2 separate regions of the Mus musculus genome follow, and region 2 is linked to region 1. Evidence: chromatin contacts called from public HiCAR-type data. All regions are on one chromosome and are shown on one strand. Each heading gives the region's core, a stretch centred on a gene start, on an enhancer-like site or on the middle of the called end of the contact. The rest is flanking DNA. Distances are from core to core; before and after follow the strand shown.

The links. HiCAR-type assays count read pairs that join an accessible place to other places.
Region 2: a contact with region 1 is called in a HiCAR-type map of astrocytes, with 2.8 times the contacts expected there. The contact joins the promoter of Zfp763 here to the promoter of Cyp4f16 in region 1. A contact is called at or near these places in 5 of 39 promoter capture datasets (embryonic stem cells, hippocampal neurons and liver) and 1 of 115 datasets of contacts at active chromatin or transcription factors (astrocytes).

The regions. Positions count from the first base shown.
Region 1 is chr17:32,531,255-32,538,051 of GRCm38.p6, reverse strand. It overlaps Cyp4f16 (cytochrome P450, family 4, subfamily f, polypeptide 16), which reads right to left and starts at 1,495. Exons shown (of 13, transcript NM_024442.2): 1 at 1,397-1,495; 2 at 856-1,054. The coding sequence starts at 1,053.
Region 2 is chr17:33,031,863-33,039,249 of GRCm38.p6, reverse strand. It overlaps Zfp763 (zinc finger protein 763), which reads left to right and starts at 5,869. Exons shown (of 4, transcript NM_028543.3): 1 at 5,869-5,968. The coding sequence starts at 5,948.

The DNA.
Region 1 (6,797 bases), core at 246-2,745:
TGAGAGAAGCAGTACTTGAATGTATGGCATTGGTGATGATATCTCTATTATGAGTGATCTAATCCCAAGATGTGGTTCTGCAACATGGAGCAGCATGGAGCAAGGGGACCTGGTGACCAGGGAAGGGTACTGAGTAGGAAGTGTAGTCATTATGATGAGACCAGAGAGAAAATGGTCATGCTGTGATGTGCCTTTGGAATAAAGTCATTGCTTAGCATGCACAAACCCTAAGCACTTCAGATAATCACTACCAATGTTAAAAAGTGTTCATCCTTGACCTACATTGCATAATGGAGCCCACTAATGCATCTTCAGGACAGAGGGCAAAATGAGGAAGGACAGTGGCCAAGAAGTGGAAGGGAAAAAAACTACAATCTCTCTTCTGCACCCAAACAGTAGGTGGAGGTAAGAAATCGCAGCTGAATCCTACAGGGCAAATAGCAACCCAGAGAGATACAGTCACTGATCTGAAACCAAGAGAGATGAGCCAGGCAGGAGGCAAGACCTTGGACATACTGAAGGAAGATCTCAAATCCAGCAGTGAAACAGAATATACCAGGGATGCCACTACTCTGTGCTATTCGCCATGGGATCCACTGACTATGACACATATCCAGGAACTTGAGGAATCCTCAGTCCTGCTGAGAGTATGGCCCACAGTAGGCTGGTGCCAGGTAAGAGAGAAAGGCTGATGAGCACAACTTGGAAAGAAAGATAAATGAATGTGGGGTTGTGATGAGAATAGGGGCCCAAATAACTTTCTTTGCTTCTCCCTGCTACAGGCTCCAGACCTTTCCTGATGCCTAGGGAACACATACACCCCGGTACCCCCAGCCTATCTGCCGCCATACTCACCATGCCCAAGTGACCTGAAAACCAGTTTTTTTTAGGAGGCTGAGGGAAACAACTGAGGCGGGAGCAGTTCTCATAGAATGAGTAAGTCCAGGCAAGGATTCTGGCCAAAATCCAGGAAGCCACTCCAAGCAGCAGAAGATGCCATGACGAGGTCACCACAGAGCCCAGGTCCAGCCCAGACACACTTAGCCGCAGCATCCTGCTGAGCAGACAGACACAGGAGGAGATTCTGAGGTTTGGAAGAGGAACCTGGAAAACTTCAGAATTTTGAGCATGGGCAGAAACTGGAGAGTAGAGCAGGGAGTAGAGCAGGGAAGGGGATGGAGATACAGGAAGAGACAGAATGAGAGAGAGAGAAGGAGGCAGGGAACACACAGACAAGAGCTGTTGAAGTCTGGGATGGCTCTGCCTGAAGCACAAACGGTTATCCAGGAACCCAGGCTCACTTGTGCCAATTGTCTCCATGGAGCCACCCCAACACTGATAAACTCATCCTGATCAGAGTCAGGACCCTGTCTTGCCTCAGAGCCCAAGTCGGTACCTTATCTCAGGAGCTGCTGGTCCTCTAAGACCTTCTCCCCAGTCCTGTGAAAAGCATTTATCCCCTGCTTCCTAACTTCAGGAAGCTGTGTGGGAGGCTGGGTTAGGCTGGACTGAACCAATCAAATCCCTCCCAGGCTCAGCCACTTCCTCCCTGCCTGGGCATCAGGCCAAAACAAGTTGGGCGGGGCCAGACTGGAGTGGAGGGGAAAGACTCAGGGCAACACACACAGGCAGGTTGCATTTAGGATGCAGCACCTCTGAGTCAAGGGCAAAGGTGACTCTGGGCCCTTCCAAGGGCAACAGTCTGCTGATAAAAGCGTGAAGGAGGAAGTACAGGTGCCAGGATGGTGTTCAGGATGTTCCCTGAGCATCTCCCAGGGATCTCTGCACATCTCACTGGTGGGAGTGCAGCATGCAGAATTCCTCACTGCAGAACTGCAGAACTGCAGACCTGTCTCTGGAATGCCTCTGCTCACCGACTACAGTCTTGCAGCATTCAGTCCTCTCCCTTAGCAGCCCAGCCCCTGGATAGAAACAATTCCAAACTAGACCAGAGAATCCAGCCATGGTCAGACTGAAGAGATAGATGTCCTGGCTGGGAAAATACACCTGGCAACTAAAGGGTCAGAGTTCAGCGGGTTTGTGAGGATGAAAGGAGTCAGACTGAAGTGCTATGAGCACAGGGGTACAGGCAAGAATGAACAAGCCTGCAATGGCTTGTCTTCCCAGGATCAAATGGCGACTTGACCTTAACAGGAGTGTATGCTGTTCAGAAACCCTAGATCGGCAAGTCATGGACTTAGCAATCACTGAACCCTCCCATGGCCATGCTCCCCATTATTAGACAAGTAAAAGGAGCCAACATCACACCAAAGCGCGGACATAAAGAACAATGGGTGGACCAGCTCAAAGGTTGGCAGATAAAAGCAATCTCAAAGTCCTGAAACAGAGTTAAGGGTACTTGATTGGTGGTTGATAGAGCAAGATAAGGGCAGAGGTCAGTGGAGAAGTCCAGACTCGCCAACTCAGGGCTCCCCAAACAAGAAATGAGGGACTATGGAGGCTAGGGGTCCCTAATAGATCAAAATTAAGCAACCTCAAGACTTCCTCCCCAGGGGATTTTTCACAAGGTGTTGTTTCCCTTTCCTCTAGTAAATTTTTCAACTTCACAGGTACTTTTTAAGCATAGGCAAAGTCTACAATTTCACAACTACTTATGACACTGAATTCTAGGGTAATGAACGTCTAAAGGAAACACACAACATTTCTAAAAGAGTCCACACTGGAGAAGACACAAGGAAAGACTGTATGGAACAGAGCAGTATAAGGCCCCCACTTGTCACAGTTGAAGCCATAGCTGTTTCGCTTGACTTAGCATTCTTATTTTTTCTTTTATTTATTTGATTTATGTATAGAGATGTTTTGTCTGCATGTATGTGTCTGCACCACACACAAGCTTGATTCCAGAAGCTTTGCAAAGAAAAGAGTGTGAGATCCCCTGGGAGTAGAACTGCAGAAAGTTCCGAGCCACCACGTAGGTAGTACAAATTGAACCTTGCTCCTAAGGAACAGAAGCCAGTGCTCTTAACCACTAAGCCATCTCTTCAGGCCTGAATGGCTCTTCTTCAAAGAATATGTTCTCCCTTCCTTCCTCGCTCTGGTTAAACTCTGGATTACTCCTTCTACTCCTGTGCCCCAACCAAACCCTCCTCTATCAGGAGGACCGGAACTCAGACTGCTGGAGTCGAGGACAGAGGAAGCGAATTACCTCCTCAGGACACTGAATACTGAAAGGACCTGAGAGCAAACCTTGACTGCAACAGTCATGAACGAACTCTGACCTAAAAACTCAGCTACGGTGTCTGTCTAAAGTCTTACCAGGTGTCTAGGGCCTTAGACTTTGGTGTTGCCAACCCCATAATAACAGATACCGGTTCCAAAAATAAACCTGCTGAGCTATAAATAAACCAAGGGTTACACCTATAATCAGGCCATTTGGGAGGTGGATGCAAGAGGAATAAAACTCAAGGTCAACCTCGGCTACATATCATAAGATAAATGCAGGATATACGTCATGTCTTCAGATGAATATTCCTAGACCCTGATAAGATAGTCACAATGGTCACTCATCACTGCCATCTTTCTGGGTCTACAACTTCCGTGGAAGATGATTTCTGGGAGTCTCTATACGAGTCTGTCAAAAAGGCTGAACTTAGAGCAAAGACCCACTCTAAATGTGGCCAACTTCATCCCAGGACTATGTTTCCCAGCTACTGACAGGTGGTGTTTCCACACAGTACACAAGAGATTCTCTCTACAGCTTTTTTCATGTAAGATGACAAACCACGTGTTTTCACTTCTGTAAACAAGGTCAGTTGTCCCAGTTGCACAGGATGTGCTTGATCGCATGCGGTCAGGGCATCAGGAAGTAGGCCAGAATAATTGCCTCTGGTTCCAAGAAGGGAAGAAGTGTGTAGCTTTGAGAGTTTTCCCCTATCAGCCCTTGGCTAATGTAATTTAGCACCATATTCTGTGCCTGACGTTTAGGTATGAACGTGGCCAGTATCCATGGTCTCTTAATAAAGTCTCTGTGACGCAGAAACTACTGTTTTCTTTGGAAAGTAGGGAAGTCAAATGAGGTTTTGCTGGGGCACACAGGTAAAAGGATGTTTTGCTGAAGCAGACATGCGAAAGAACACTTAATGTTTAGAAGACATATAAATGTGATTCCAGAGCGTTGGTTCGCACTGCTCTGTCTCTCTGTTCTTTACTGATGCCATGCATGTGCTGGCTGGCTTTACATTGTGTTGTTGACCTGCACTGCTGGTGACTTGATGGAGATGAACTCGCCAAAGAACTCATGAGGTTCCTGCTGCTTCCACAGTGGATGCAGACTGGTTGGTGAGGCCTTTGGTTTCTTCTAGATTGAACTGCCCTTGCTGATTCAAGTGTGGTGCCTACCAAGCAGACTGGACTTAAGCTACTGATTCCGGGATGGTGTCTGCCAAGTAGACTCATCCACAGGTGCTGATTCACGTTTGGTGTTTGCTATTTACTGGATAGAAAACAACAAAGAATGGAATCGTCCCAATTATTATTTCCTTTTTTTTTTTTTTTTTTTTTTTTTTTTGGTTTGGTTTGGTTTTTAAGACAGGGTTTCCCTGTATAGTCTTGGCTTTCCTAGAACTCACTCTGTAGAACAGGCTGGCCTCAAACTCAGAAATCTGCCTGTCTCTGCCTCCCAGGTGCACTTCCCTGTATACTATAATAGCCTTTCTTTAATACTACATCTGCTGGGTAGTGGGCTAGAGGGGAGATTTAACCTTTATTAAGGTAGATTGAGAACAATTTATGCCTATGCCTCTTATTTGTTTAAACTTATTCATGGTCATACTGGTGAATTTCTGACCTATAACTCTAAGCTTATAACACTGATTGGTGTTCAGAGCACCACAATGCTGATGCAAATATGGACAATGAAGATGGGGCTAGTAAAACTTCTGAGGGGAACAGGACTCCTTTGATAACTGGGCCACAGGACAACCATTGGCTTCCTTCTGTTCATGCCCTGAGAACTTGAATGAGGCTGCATTCAAGCCATGGACTGATTTGATGGCAGAAGAAACCTGAGGATGGACTATATTCAGGTTGTGCTATATTTACTGCTCATTGCTATTGCCCAGGTCTCCTGTGAAAGACATGGCCTCATGCAGTGTGCACAGGAAACAGTGTGAAACAGTTTAAAGTTGGAGACAAGGTGTTGGGGGAGGGGAGGAGAAAACAGCTGTCATGCTCAGATTAACCCATTAAGGAGAAACCTCCTATCCTGACTGGGACAGTGGAGCAGGTGTCTTGAAGGCAAGACCTCATCCACTGATGGCTCCATCTTGAGACAGTATAACTACATTTGAAAGGGGGAACTCTGAACTGAGAATGCTGCTAGAGTGATTCACTTCTGCTGAAGTGATTCACCTAGGGAACCATGTTTCCAGAACCAACTTTAAAAACACAGAGGCTATTGGAGGCAGCAGAGCCTGTCAGCAAGGTCACATACTACTGCTTCTGCAAGCATGAAAGCTATGGGAGCAGGGCGGGGGCTTGAAGGCTTGCACCTGGCAACAAGAAAGCCACTGAAGCCAGGCAGTGTCTCACTACGGCCTTGAAAGATGGTGCACACTGCTGAGAATCTGAATGCTTAGTTGACATGGAGACCCCGGGATATTGGGAGATGTCAGGAGAATAAGATATCTCCCGTGAAATCCTTCAGACACAAACTGGAAGTAACTCTCCCCTCTCCACCCCTCCCCACCCCTCCCCTCCCCTCCCCTCCCCTCCCCTCCCCCCCCAAAAAAACTCTTTGCTGCAAGAAGCAGCAGAAGGGGCAAAGCTCCCAATGGCTGCTGGAGCAGTGATGATGCTGTCAGGCACCCCAGGTGCTGGATATGAAGCTACAGGGATGTTTTTTGTACGGTTCAGTCTTGCATTTTAAATTTTTCTTTTCCTACTTTTCCTTTCTTTGCCCACATTACTCTCTCTCTATTGGACTCTGATGTTTATACATGAAATATGTTCGTAGGTGGATTTTTAGTTTGTCGTTTGTTTCTTATAAGGCCTCACAATTAAGAATTCCCCTCACATCTCTTAGGAAACTCTGGACTAGGGACTTTTGAGTAAGTGTTGGGATTACTCTAAATGATGGCAGGTTTAGGAACTGAATGAATGCATTTTGCTTTAGATCAAAATTAGAGCTTGTAGGACAAAGGTGAAATGTTTTAACCCCCATTGTGACCCTGCGGGTAGATGGGAAGTGTGCAAGAAGTGATGCGGCCGCATGGGCCAAGATGTTTACTGCCTTGCCCGAGCATGCATGGTGAGGCTACATGTGTGGGCTGCCTGCCAGGCTGGACTGCTCCTCATGATCCGGACCTGTCAGCCTGTTGGTGACCGACCTGAGCTCCTGCCTGGAGTGTGTGTGAATTCTGATTGGATGAGGTTTGGTGGAGCTAGATGAGGTCAGGTGGTGCAGTGCAGAGTATAGTTTTGTTGTTTAGCCCTTGCCCTAAGTAGAAGCTAGTGGTAGTAAGAGAAGCTGTTGTAAGGGGAGTTGTTGTAAGAGAAGCTGCAAGAAGGATGGAGGAAGAAGAGGCTGCTGGGGAAGAGAGCTGTAGGGGGAAAAGCCCGAAGTAAAGAAGTTGCTGCGTGAACCCGCCTTGGTGTCCATGTCGTTCTTGTCTCCGCCGGAGTGGAGATGACCTGCAACAGAAGTGGAGACTGGAGAATCTCTAGAGGACTAGTTCTCAACCTTCCTAAGGCTGTGGCCCTTTAATACAGTTCTTCATGTTGTGGTCAGACCAATCATAAAATTATTGCTATTACTACTTCATAACTGTAATTTCACT
Region 2 (7,387 bases), core at 4,620-7,119, 500 kb before region 1:
TTTTTTGACAATTCCCTTCAGATCTGTACTCCATTTTTACATAGAATTATTTGGTTTCTTGATATCTAATTTCTTGAGTTCTTTATATATTTGGATATTAGTTTTCTATTGAGTGTGGAGTTAGTAAAAGTCATTTCCCATTCTGTGGGCTGCTGGTTTGTGTGAATGATGGTGTACTTTGCCTTACAGAAGTTTGTTGTTTGTTTTTTTTTTTTTTTAATTAATAGGGTCCCAAGATTAACTGTTGGTCTTAACGCCTGTGCACTTGGTGTTCTGTTCAGAAAGTTGCCTCCTGTGCCAACGTGTTCAAAGCTGTTCCCCACTTTCTCTTCTATCAGGTTCAGTGTATCTTGTTTTATGTTGAACTCTTCGATCCATGGACTAGAGTTTTGTGTAGGGTGATGAGCATGGGTCTATTTGCATTCTACACACTGACATCCAGTTTGACCAGCACCATTTATTGAAGATGCTGTCCTTTTTCCCAGTGTGTATTTTTGGTTTCTTTATCAAAAATCAGACTTGTGTGTAGATTTACGTTTTAGGGTACAATTGGATTCAGCTGATCATTGTGTTTGATTTTAGGTTAAGACCATGGAGTTTTTATTACTATACTCTTGTAGTGCAGCTTGAAATCAGGAATATTGAGACCGGTAGCAGTGGTTTTATTGGTCAGTATTCAGTATTGTTTTAGCTATCCTGTTTTGTTTTGTTTTTTTTGTTATAGCTATCTTGTTTTTTTTTTTGTTTTGTTTTTTTGTTTTTATCCTACATGAAGTTGAGAATTTGACCTTCCAAGGTCCCTGAAGAAATGTGTTGGAATTTTTTTTTTTTAATTTTTTTTTTTTAAGATTTATTTACTTATTATATGTAAATACACTGTAGCTGTCTTCAGACACTCCAGAAGAGGGAGTCAGATCTCGTTACGGATGGTTGTGAGCCACCATGTGGTTGCTGGGATTTGAACTCCGGACCTTCGGAAGAGCAGTCGGGTGCTCTTACCCACTGAGCCATTTCACCAGCCCATGTGTTGGAATTTTGATGGACATTGCATTGAGTCTGTAAATTGCTGTTGGTAAGATGGCCATTTTTACTGCGTTAATCCTACTGATCCATGAGTGTGGACAATCTTTCCATCTTCTGAGGTCTTCTTCAATTTCTTTCTTCAAGGACTGGAAGTTTTTTATTATACAAGTCTTCCACTTGCTTGGTTAGTTACCTGAAGCAAGGGGTACTTTTTATTAGATTTTTATTTTATTTGAGGCTATTGTCAAAGATGTTGTTTCCCTGAGTTCTTCCTCAGTCTGTTTATCATTTGTATATGGGAGAGGTACTGAATTTTTTAAAAATAGTTAATCTTGTATCTAGCCACTGTGCTGAAAGTGTTTATCAGCTGTATATTGAAGCCTACTTGATCTGATAGATGTACTCTTGGACTCAGTTTGCAAACTTCATCCCATACTCATCATTATGAGTTTTATATATAGGTCTATTTAAATTGTCTGATTTTGTTTAATTTTGGTAAGTGCTACCTATCAAAAATTATCCTTTTTTTTTTAGATTTTACAGTTTTGTGGAATACAGGTTTTTAAAGTGTGCTTTAGGAGTCTAGATGTCCTTGATGTCTGGTATTATGTACCCCTTTCATTTCTTTTCTTTTTTTTTTTTTTTTTTTTTTTTTTTTTTGGTTTTTCGAGACAGGGTTTCTCTGTGTATCCCTGGCTGTCCTGAAACTCACTTTGTAGACCAGGCTGGCCTCAAACTCAGAAATTCGCCTGCCCCTGCCTCCCAAGTGCTGGGATTAAAGGCGTGCGCCACCACGCCCTGCTCCCCTTTCATTTCTTATTTCTCTAATTTGTATATTCTATCTCTGTCTTTTAATAAGTCTGCATATGTGTTTGTCTGTCTTGCTGATTTTCTCAAAGAACCAACTCTTTGTTTCATTGAACCTTTATTGTTCTCTTTGTTTCTATTTTATTGATTTTATGCCTGAGTTGATTATTTCTTGCATTCTACTCTTGATGTGATTAATTCTTTTTGTTCTAGAGATTTCATGTGGATTAAGTTGATAGTATAAGTTCTCTCCAGTTATCATTTAAAAAAAAAATGTGGGCACTTGATGCTATGCTATGAACTTGCCTCTTATAAGTGTTTTCATTATGTCCCATAAGTTTGGGTATGCTGTTCATTCGTTTTCATTGAATTCTACAAAGTCTTTAATTTCTTTCCTTATTTCTGTCTTGACCCATTCTCTTTTAGTAGAGAGTTGTTCAGTTTCCATTAGTTTGTGAGCTTTCTGTTGTTTTGTCGTTGTTGATATCCAGCTTTAATTTGTGGTCTGAAGAAAAGCATGGAGTTATCTCAGTTTTCTTGTATTCGTTGAGACTTGCCTTGTGTCCAAGTATTCAGTTTTGGAGAAAGTTTCATGAGATGCAGAGAAGATGATTTATTCTTCTGTGTTAAGATGAAAATTTCTGTAAATATCTGTTAGGTCCATTTGCTTTATAAGATCTTTTAGTTCCAGTATTTTTCTATTCATTTTTTGCCTGGATAACCTGTCTATTGGAGAGATTGGGTATTTGAAGTCTCTCACTATCAGTGTGTGAGGGACAATATGTGTGTTAAACTGTACTAGAATTTCTTTTACAAACTTTGGTATCCTTGTGTTTGGTACATAGATTTTAAGAATTGAAATGTCATCTTTGTGGATTTTTTTCTTCCAGTAGTATGAAGTATCCTTCTCTATCTCTTTTGATTACTTTAGGTTTGAAGTCTATTTTATTTGAAACTAAAATGGCTCCGCCAGCTTGCTTGTTAGGTTCATTTGCTTGGAAAATCTTTTTCTACCCCTTTACCCTGAGGTGATGTCAATTCTTGATCTTGAGGAGTTGTTCTTATATACAGCAGATGGTGGATCCTGGTTTTGCATCCATTTCGTTAGTCTGTCTCTTTTTATTGGGGGATTGAAACACTTAATATTTAGAGATATCAATGACCCATTGTTGATTCTTGTTATTTTGGTTGTGATAGTGGAGAAGAAGAGACAGAAACAGAGACATACAGACAGAGACTGTGTGTGTTTCCCTTTTTTTGATTTTGCAGGTCTGAGGTTATTTTATTCTCTGTGTTTTCATAGGTAAGTTAATCTTTATAGGTTGGAATTTTTCTTCTATCCAGGTCCTTCAGGTTTTTGGAGTCTCCATTGAGAAGTCAGGTATAATTCTAATATATATACCTTTATATTATAATTGGTCTTTTTCCCTTGCAACTTTTATTTTATTTTATTAGATATTTTCTTCATTTTCATTTCAAATGCTATCCCGAAAGTCCCCTATACCCTCACCACCACCACCCTGCTCCCCAACCCACCCACGCACGCTTCCTGGCCCTGGCATTCCCCTGTACTGGGGCATATAATTTTTGCAAGAACAAGGGCCTCTCCTCCCAATGATGGCCAACTAGTCCATCTTCTGCTACATATGCAGCTAGAGACACGAGCTCTGGGGGTACTGGTTAGTTCATATTGTTGATCCTCCTATAGGGTTGCAGACCCCTTCAGCTCCTTGGGTACTTTCTCTAGCTCCTCCATTGGGGGCCCTGTGTTCCATCCAATAGATGACTGTGAGCATCCACTTCTGTATTTGCCAGGCACTGGCATAGCCTCACACGAGACAGCTATATCAGGGTCCTTGCAACTTTTAATATTCTTTTTGTTGTTGTTCTGTATGTTTAGTGTTTTGATTATTATGTGGTGAGGAGACTTTCTTTTCTGGTCTAGTCTGTTTGGTGTTCTCTATGTTTATGGGCATGTCCTTTATATTAGGAAAATTTTTCTTTGATGGTCTTGTTGAAAATATTTTCTGGGCCTGTGAGGTGGGATCCTTCGTCTTCCTCTATTTTTATTATTCTTAGGTTTGATTTTTTTAATAGCCGTCCTAGATTTTCTGAATGTTTTGTATCAGGACGTTTTTAGATTTAGCATTTTCTTTGTCTAATGTATTCATTTTTTATTGTATCTTTAATACTTGACATCCTCTTGTATTCTGGTAGTGAAGTTTGCCTCTGTAGTGCATGTTTGAATTCATTATTTTTTTTAATTTCTAGAATTCCCTCAGTTTGTGTTTTCTTTACTGCTTTTATGTTCATTTTCAGGTCTTGAACAGTTAAATTTATTTATTTCCACGATTTGTGTGTGTTTTCTTGGCCATCTTTAGAGAATTTATTTATTTTCATCCCAAGAACATCTATCATCTTCATACAGTCAGTTTTATGGTCTTTTCATTGTGCTTCAGCTATGTCGGATTGAATATTCAGGGCCTGCTGTGGTTAGGATAGTTGGACTTTAGTGGAGACATGTTGTAGCCTCACTGTTATTGGTGGTGTTTTTATGATTAAGTGTAGGCATCTGATTTTGGATGAATTACAGATCCAGGTGCTGACTTCTGGATTTCTTTGTTGGATTTCTTTTGTTGGATTTCTTTTGTTGGATTTCTTTTGTTGGATTTCTTTTGTTGGATTTCTTTGTTGGATGGGTATTTCTCTCTTGGTTTCTAGTTCCCCTCCAGATTTTCTGAGTCTGGTGGGGGGAAGGGGACCTCATAAAATTGCAAAGCTTCTGTAAGGCAAAAGACACTGTCAATAAGACAAAAAGGTAACCAACAGAATGGGAAAAGATCTTTACCAATCCTAAATCTGATAGGGGGCTAATGTCCAATATATGTAAAGAGCTCAAGAAGTTGGACTCCAGAAAATCAAATAACTCTATTAAAAATTGAGGTACAGAGCTAAACAAAGAATTCTCACCTGAGGAATACCGAATGGCTGAGAAGCACCTAAATGAAGGTGTTGAAAGAGGTTGCCACCACCACCACCACCACCACAGGAAGCAATAGAAGGCATCCTCTGTGAGTTCCCAGACTTCCTAGTTGTCTCTACCTCAGCACTACAGAAGGGCTGTTTGTCACTGTGATGTTGACGGTTGTGATGTATGTGTATATTTGTAGATGTAGACATCCCTCTGGATTTTGAGCCAAGGAAATTTTTTGTCTGAATTGAAGAGTTACTCTATATATGTCTTGAATTCTATGTTGAATATTACTGCTATGTAACTTCGTGTTTCTGTAATTCAATAATTGTATTCATTGGTTGTTGCTCTAATTTTATTGATTAAAAAAATGGATTGGTTGAGTAGCAGTGCATAGTGGCCCACACCTTTAAATTCCAGCATTCTGGAAGCAAAGGCAGTTGGATTACTGTAAATCCGCGACAAGCCTGGTGTATATGGTGAGTACTTAGACAGCCACAGCTACATAGCAGAGATTCTGCCTCAAAACAACAATAAAAACAAGCAAACAAAATCAATAAATTGAAACATAACGTGTGAGAGAGCTTTACAACACTTTTACCTCATTCCAAAGTCATGAGTTTGCATAGTAGGATCTCCTGGTTCCTGTCTCTGGACAGATCTTTGATTCTGTGGGTCTTCCCATTAAGAACTTGAATCAAAAATGTGCAGGGCAAACTTGGACACTGTAATCAAAGCAGTAGAGGGCCCCAGAGTTCACAAGAACAAAGTGCATAAAGTAGCCTGTTCCCCTTAAAGGCAAAGTTATAAAACAGGTCGGAACCGGCTTAGTCCACTTAAAAAACAAAAGGAAAACAAACAAACAAACAAACAAAAAAACTGGCGTACAAAAGAATCCGCTATTCTAACTGCACTGGGAAAGAGGAATGTTATTAATTAAGGCATTTAAGCTCAAGGCTGTCACTATCTTTCCTCAATCAGGGATGCTGTTACTGCTATTCATGAACTGTCCAATGACGAACCGGTACATTCGGAAGGTCCCGCCCTTGCCGCCATGTTTGAGTCCTGTGTTGTTGAGAAGGTCTGTGGTGGTGTTGGGGCTGGACTATATCTCCTGTATTTAGGCCTATTAGGAAGAACACCTGGATGCATATGAAAGAGGAAATGGTGAGTATGCCTTGGGCTCCTGGAGTCGTAAGTGAAAGCTTTGTGACACTGCAGTCTGTGGCGCTGTTGCCTGCCGTTCCCTTGGTGCTGTGCAGCCTAGTGTGCCTTGGAGCGGGACACTGGAATTGTGCGCAGAGCAGGCGACCGGGCACCGGAGCCCGCTCTGTTCTGTCCTAGGGAAGCTACTTCGTTCCAGGCCCCTATCTTCATGGGGTTAGTCCTCACCTGGAACCTGCGCCTCCGCAGACACTGCAGCACTGCAGGTTGGTGACGCGGAGTCCAGACTGTGGTGTAAGGGGACTTGGGTGGTGTGAGCAGTTGCTCGTATGCCTTATAGGCATATCTCTGCTGCTTTCGATTCTTTTCTCTCATCGCCTTTGTAAATTATATTCTTCACAGTACTGCAGTTGAACACTAGGCCGGGAGAACTTATTAATCTCTCTCTCTCTCTCTCTCTCTCTCTCTCTCTCTCTCTCTCTCTCTCTCTCTCTCTCTGTGTGTGTGTGTGTGTGTGTGTGTGTGTGTGTGTGTGTGTGTGTGTGTGTGTGTGCGCGCGCGCGCTGCCCTTTAAAGATGAGATTAAAGAGTATTTAATTGTGCCGTCTGTGAGTAGGCCAAATTTTTCAATCTTAGAGAAAGTAGAGAAGTACAATGATGGGTTTTTTCCCCCTGACCATTTCTGAAGCCAAAATTCGGGTTTTTAAAAAGCTTTCCTAGACTTCGTTTTTGTGAGCCCTGTAAAGTAGATCAGGTGCTTGCCAATCTACATCGTTTGCTTGTGTGCTGGAGGCCGGTTCTCCAAATAGAAGAAATTGTGACTAAGAGTATTTGATCAGTATTTACCAGATGACATTCTTTTAGGGGTGTGGGGGAGTTGGTATTTTCAGTAGAATATTCATTTGAACAGTATTATTTCTGCCACTTCGTGGACTTGAGTATTCTATTTCTTTACTATTTGAAGTTGTCATCGCTGAAGTCTTTTTACCCTTTTACTGGGCTTTATTTCTAATTCTTTTCCCGTTACCATGAATGGTATTTTGTTTCTGATTTTCCCTTCCACTCTAGTCTTTATTGGAGTAGAGAAATGACATTGCTTACTGTATATTGATTTTATATCCTGCTATGCATAAAAAGTATTAAATAATACAAAGAAAATGACTACTTTTTAAAATTCTCTCTGTATTGTATTCATGCTCAAATTGATGGGAACGTTAGCAGGTACTAGGTAATTTTAGCTAATTATAAGTAAAATAACAATTTTAGCTAATTATAGGTAAAATAATGAGCAGTTACATACTAAAATGAGAAGGACCTTGGAGAGGGTAACATTGTTATGAAACATGGTTATAGTTATACTATTATTTGAAAATAAATTTAAATTACTTGTACAATGAATTTTTTTAAAGTCTTGGGACACAG